Linked DNA regions of Sus scrofa: region 2 is linked to region 1. A link is a contact called in public HiChIP or PLAC-seq data. All regions are on one chromosome and are shown on one strand. The core of a region is the stretch at or near the end of the contact, and the rest is flanking DNA. Distances in the headings are between cores, read along the strand shown.

Region 1 (3,001 bases), core at 303-2,802:
CCGGCAGCCGCACCGCCAGGATGCGCAGCGCCAGGCTCGCTCCTGGGCGGCCCTCGGTGCGGCCCGGCTCGAGCGCGAAGTGGCTGCTGTCCCACACTTCGTCCAACGCCATCCCGTCTTTCTCCCAGTACAGCGTGGGCTCGGGGAGGCCCCCCACCTGGCATTCCAGCACCACCTCCGCCCCCCGCAGCACCCACTGGGACCGGGGCCCCGTCAGGAACACCGGGGCGCCCTCTCCGGCCCCGGGCGGCGGCAGCGGGCGCTCGGCGGGCTGGGGCTCGGGCTCGGGAGCCGGCGGCTCCAGCACGGTGACGGCAGCCGCTGCATAGGCCTCTCCAGCCGCGTTGCGGGCGCGGCACACGTAAACCCCCGCGTCGGTGGGCAGCGCGCCGCTCAGCAGCAGGCCGTGCTCGGCGCCGTCCGCCGGGAAGCTCAGGCGCTCCGAGGCCGCCAGGGGCTGCCCGCCCTTCTCCCACACGACAGTGGGCGGCGGCTCCCCCAGCACCACGCACTTGAGCTCGGCCTCCGCGCCGCTTAGCACCCGCACGGGCCGCGGGAAGCGCAGGAAGCACGGGGGGCTCCCCTGATCCCCCGAGCCCGCCTTCATCGCGGCCGCGGGAGCCCGGGAGGCGGGGCTCGCCTGGGACCGGGTGACGGGGCCCGCGGAACTCTCCCCTGGCCGCCCGCTCCCGGCTCGTCTCCTTACCCTCGGCCGGGAGCTGCGGCTCTGCGGTGGCGGCGATTCCCGGGCCGGGGACCCAGGGCTCAGGGGGCAGTCCTTCCTGTTTGCCTCTCCAGCGAGGGGCCCCGCAGCCTCCTTTGCCTGCGGCCTGGCTTCCTGCTCCGGAGAGCCAGTCTTCCCAGTCCCCTCCCACAGCCAGGGCCCCTTCCCCTCCTCCCTCCCACCTCCAGCCGCCAGGTCCCCAACCGCCCGCCAGGCTTGGGCCTGAGTGGCAGAGGCGCCTGCAGCTGCCAATCCCAAAAATATTCTCTGATGACACAGCTGGAGGACAAGAGCCCAGACAGGCTCCTCCAGGCTAAGTATAGAGCAGGGGGGACCACCTGCCCCCCACCCTACCCCCAGTTCTAGCTCATGCCCCAGCCCTTCCCCCCAGGACTGGCCCAGCAGCTGCTTGGTTGAAAGGAGACCCTGAAGGTCCGAGGGCCTGGCTTGTCCTGTCTTCCTGACAAATAACTTTGTTAGGAATTGGCAGACCCCAGCTTCCAGACTCCTGTCCCACCTGATGTCACCTCTGTGCTGGATGCTGGGTTGTAACTTTGTGTGTGTGTTGGGGGGGGGGGCAGGGAGTTGTGTGTGTGGGTCAGGTCACTCGGGGTGAAAAGCCTCACCCGCCCCCCCCACCCCCACATTCCTGGCGGGAGTGGGAGATAAGGCTCAGGGCCACAGACATCTGCGTCAGAGATAGGAGGTCTCAATGCCATGGGCAGGGGCAACTCGGACTGCAGGGCGTGGGAAGGGCTGGGAAGACTGGGGTGAGAAAGGTAGAAGAGGGCGGCTGGTGGGATGGGGAGGGGAGATTGGGGAGGCCCTGGGCAGACCCTGACAGAAGGGGCACAGGGCTGGGTGTGGGTTCACCGTTGGCAGGGCCAGGTGAGCTATGTGGCCTCAGCTGCTCCTCTTGCTGTTGGCCCCACGGAGTGGGCATGGCTGCCAGGGCCCGGAGCTGGACCGGGAGCTTGTCCTGGCCAAGGTGAGGGCTCTGTTCCTGGATGCCTTGGGACCCCCGGCAGTGACTGGGGAAGGTGGGGATCCTGGAGTCAGGCGTCTGCCCCGAAGACATGCTGTGGGGGGCTTCATGCGCAGGGGCTCTGAGCCCGAGGAGGAGGATGTCTCCCAGGCCATCCTTTTCCCGGCTACAGGTAATGAGGGTGGGGAACTGGCACCTTGACTTTGAGAAACAGTGTGGCATACCATGGGCTTGGGAGCCAGGCCTGTCTGGATTTGAATCCCAGACCTGCCACTCAACTGGCTTTGTAACCATGGACCAGTTACTGAACCTTGCTGAGCCTCTGTCTCCTCTTCTGTAAGATGGGCGGTAATGCCTACCTCTCAGGGTGGAGTGAGATGGGGCATCTAGAGTGTGTGGCTCATCGGGGGCATGTGGGAGACAGTGGATTGGGTGGCCAAGAGTCTCTAGAAGGAGATATCTGGGTGTGGGCCCCTTCCTGCCATCTTTCCTTCTATCTTTGCTTTTGCTCCCCACTCCAAACACTGTTTCTTTAGCCCCAAGTAACTGAGACTTGAGAAGGTATCTAGAATGCAGGAGGAAGATTAGTTGGGAAGCTTGGGAGTTTCCTTCTCACCTCCCTGTGTTCCACTGACTCAATGAGTAAAGCCCCCCTTTGGCTAGACTTTCTTGTTTATTTACTTATTTATTTTTGTCTTTTTAGGGCTGCACCTGCACTTGTGGCATATGTAGGTTCCCAGGCTAGGGGTCGAATCAGAGCTGTAGCCTCTGGCCTATGCCACGGCCACAGCAATGCAGAATCTGAGCAGCGTCTGTGACCTACACCAGAGCTCACGGCAACGCCGGATCCTTAATCCACTGAGCGAGGCCAGTATCAAACCTGTGTCCTCATCGATGCTAGTCAGGCTGAGCCATAGTGGGAACTCCTGGATAGACTCTCTCATAATCTGGTCCACTTTTCTCTCAGAGAGGATTCCCTTCCTCCCTGCGCTTCTGACACCCGTGAGGCACAGTGAGTGAAAGTGCGGCTTTAGGGGGTCAGGCAGAATCCCAGCCTGGCCACGTAGTGGTTAAGTGGCACTTCGTCTTTTTAACCCTCAGTTTTCTTATCTGCAAAATGGATCAATTATTGTGAGGTTTATTTTATTTGTGTTTTGTTTGGAATTTAAATCCGAGTTATTACTTATTTTTGAGGGATTGACTTTATTTTTTATTTTTTAAAATTACAGTTGATTTACAATGTCCTATCAATTTCCGCTGTACAGCAAAGTGACCCAGATTTAAAATATATA
Region 2 (3,001 bases), core at 156-2,655, 48 kb after region 1:
TCTGAGGCTCATAGAGAGTAAATAACTTGTTCAAGGTCATGCAGTTATCAATGGCAGAGCTGGGCTATGTGCTTGCACTGCCTGATCACGCCCCTGTATGGCTTCTATAGTAGCAAAGATGCAGTCTCCTTAAAAAGTTCACCTGGGAAGTGAGGCGTATGTTTCAGCCTGTGCTCATGGCAGGGAAGGTTTCACAGCAGTGGGCAGGCAACCAAGGTGGGGGGGTGGGGGGGGTCCCTGTAGCACATGCAGATAAACATTAGACATGAAGCCAGAAGCCCTTGGGTTTGATTCTCAGCCATGCCGCCTTCCCACAAGCCTTGGACATTGGGCAAGTCATTTAAACTTTCGGAACCTTGTTTTTCTCACCTGTCAAATATGATCAAGATGCTCTATGCCGAGGAGGGCTGTTGTGTGCTCATGAGAATACAAATATCCGAGGGGTTTGTATCTAAATTTAAGGTAATGAAATGATTGTGGTTGTTAATTCTAGGATTCAAGGATGGAGACGGTGAGAAATGATGTAGTCATAAGAGAGGCAAAGAAAAATGTGCCTTTGGGTTGAGCTGAGACCCAGGTGAGGGCAGGGCCGGGAGAGGGTAAATTACATTTCCAAGGTCACAGGGTTAAACCTCTTCCCCCACACAGAGTCCATCACCCTGTGCCTGGGGCAGGCTTGGTTTCCCTCTCCTGGGCCTGGCCAGTTCCACCCTCCCTGTCTTCAGCTGCATCCTGGGTTCTCCCCCCACATCCTCCTAAGTTCGCCTAAGGATTCAGGGACGTGGCTTCAACAAATATCATGGAGGGACTGTTAGGGACACGGCATTGTGCTAGGTGTCCGGTTTCAGCCAGACCCCAGAGGGTCAAACTGGGATTCAGTCCTTCCTTTCAAAGACCTTTCCGCTTGGAAAAGGGGCTGTGACCTCAGGGAGTGGAAGAGGGAGAGAGGGGGTCTGGAAACTGAGCCACAGAATCCTACAGCTCGACGGAACTTTCGAACACTCCGATGCCCAGGCCCCGCTGGCTACGAAGGGGAAACCGAGGCCCAGGGAGGGGAGGTAACTGCCAAGGTCAAACGTTGGGCGGTGCCTAGTGGCAGAAGGCCGGCATCTGGGGCTCTGTCGGGATCGACAGAACAGGTGGTGGGTGCTTCCCCGGCTCTGCGAAGCTCAGTTTCCGACGTTGGAGGGGCTGGCGTCTGCGGAGGGGTCGCTTCCAGGGCTCTTGCAGGGAGAGGAGGCGAAAAGCAAGGTGGTGCGTGAATCTCGGGATTGTGGGCGTGGGGAGCGGCGCCCCCGCCCCCGGCAACGCGTGGGGTGCGGGAGAAGGGGCTGGGGGAGCAGGTGGGGTCCTGCGGGGGCCCGCGCGTGGGGGCCGGGCCGGCGGGTGCGGGGTGAGTCACCGCCCGCCCGCTCCCATTGTGCGGCCCCGCGGCGGCGGCGGCGGCGGCGGCGGCGGAGCTGCAGAGCTGAGCGCGAGGAGGTGGAGCCGCGGGGCTGCGGGCTCCGGCGCCTGCGTCCGCCCGGCCCGCCAGGCTCTCCGCGGCCGCGGGCGCCTCCCGGCCGTCCACCCTGCGCGGCGACAGGCCCCGGAGCGAGCGCAGGAGGGAGATGGGGCGCGGCGGCCGGCCCGGGCCCGGCAGGCCCGGAGCCCAGAGGTACCGCAGGGCGGGGCGGCGCGCGGCGGCCCGGGCTGGGCCCTGGGTGTTTCGGGCGTAGCGGGGCCTCTAAGGGTGCTCGGGCGGGCTGGAGGGGCATCGGGCATCGGGCATCGGGCTCCGGGGAGGGGGTGGGGGCGGCGGCGCGAGGCTTCTGACCCCGCCTTCCCTCTCCAGGGTTTCCCACTAGGTCCCCGCAGCGCCCCCTTCTTCTCACCCGGGCCACGGGTCGTTCAGTGAGTCAGAGCCTTCCAAGCCACCTCTCCGGACATGGCCAACGGAGTGATCCCGCCGCCCGGGGGCGCCTCCCCCTACCCCAGGTGACTGAGGCTCGCAGGGTCGGAGGAGGGGGAGGGACCTCAAGGAGGAAGCGGGGCGGGGTGGGGGGGGTGTCTTCTGATCAGTCCTGGGACCCCAGACACAGGGATGGAGCTAGGCTTGGGATATGGGGAAAGAGGGGGTCTTACAGGTTATTTTTCGGAGCTGTTGCCCCTTCTCTTCCTGGGAAACCCAAGAAGCCTGGGAGGTTGACCCCTTCTTGGGCCACAGGGAATGGAAGATGGAATCTGCCGGGGCTTGAATTGGGGTGGGTGTGGGGTGATCATGGGTCAAGGGTGCTTAGGAAAGCTGTCTGAGTCTGCAGGTCCGGGTGCCCTTGGAGGAGCCCCCTCTGAGTCCAGACATGGAGGAGGAGGATGATGACTTGGGGAAGACCTTGGCCGTGAGCAGGTTTGGGGACCTCATCAGCAAGCCTCCGGCCTGGGACCCTGAGAAGCCCAGCCGCAGCTACAGCGAGCGGGACTTTGAGTGTGGGTAGCCTGGGGACCCCTAGCGTGGCCGCCTCACCACCATCATCTTCATTGCCACCATCACCGTGCTCACCACTGGCTTGGTCACCCGGTGCCATCTTATGCTGGACGCTGTGCTGGACGCTGTGCTGGGCCACCATGCCATGTTAAGTCATCCTGCCTCACTCACCCATCACCTGTCTGCCTGTCAGGGGAGCGGGGGCCCGAGACACAGGGGAGAGGTAGGGAGATGGGCCTGAGGACTCTCTTGGTGACCTTCATCGTCCCAAGGCTGTCACACTCTGCCACCTCTGTTCTCTTCTCTCTGCCACCTCCTCTCCCCTCCTGAGCTCTGCGACTCTCCCTTTCCCTTCCTTGCTGTATCCTCTCATCCCCCGACCCCCTGCCGTGACATCCCCTCTCCATCTCTCTGCTCTACCAGGCCTTGCCCATGACAGGCTATGATACAGGTGTTGGGAGGAGCCTGACCCTGGAGGAAGGACTAGGGTGCCCTTGTTAGAGGCCTTGAGCTAGAACAAGGTGTGTGTGTCCCTGG

Evidence for each region. HiChIP or PLAC-seq counts read pairs in DNA pulled down with a chosen protein or histone mark.
Region 2: a contact with region 1 is called in an H3K27ac HiChIP or PLAC-seq map of skeletal muscle. The contact joins the promoter of SLC4A3 here to the promoter of INHA in region 1. A contact is called at or near these places in 3 of 5 promoter capture datasets (fetal liver, fetal skeletal muscle and liver), 15 of 47 Hi-C or Micro-C datasets (alveolar macrophages, brain, embryonic fibroblasts and 7 more) and 1 of 2 datasets of contacts at active chromatin or transcription factors (skeletal muscle).

What each region holds. Positions count from the first base shown.
Region 1 is chr15:121,580,425-121,583,425 of Sscrofa11.1, forward strand. INHA (inhibin alpha subunit) reads left to right here and starts at 1,553. Exons shown (of 2, transcript NM_214189.1): 1 at 1,553-1,881. The coding sequence starts at 1,620. OBSL1 (obscurin-like protein 1) reads right to left here and starts at 890. Exons shown (of 20, transcript XM_021076303.1): 1 at 1-890. The coding sequence starts at 607.
Region 2 is chr15:121,628,389-121,631,389 of Sscrofa11.1, forward strand. SLC4A3 (anion exchange protein 3) reads left to right here and starts at 1,406. Exons shown (of 25, transcript XM_021075196.1): 1 at 1,406-1,657; 2 at 1,835-1,977; 3 at 2,301-2,466. The coding sequence starts at 2,340.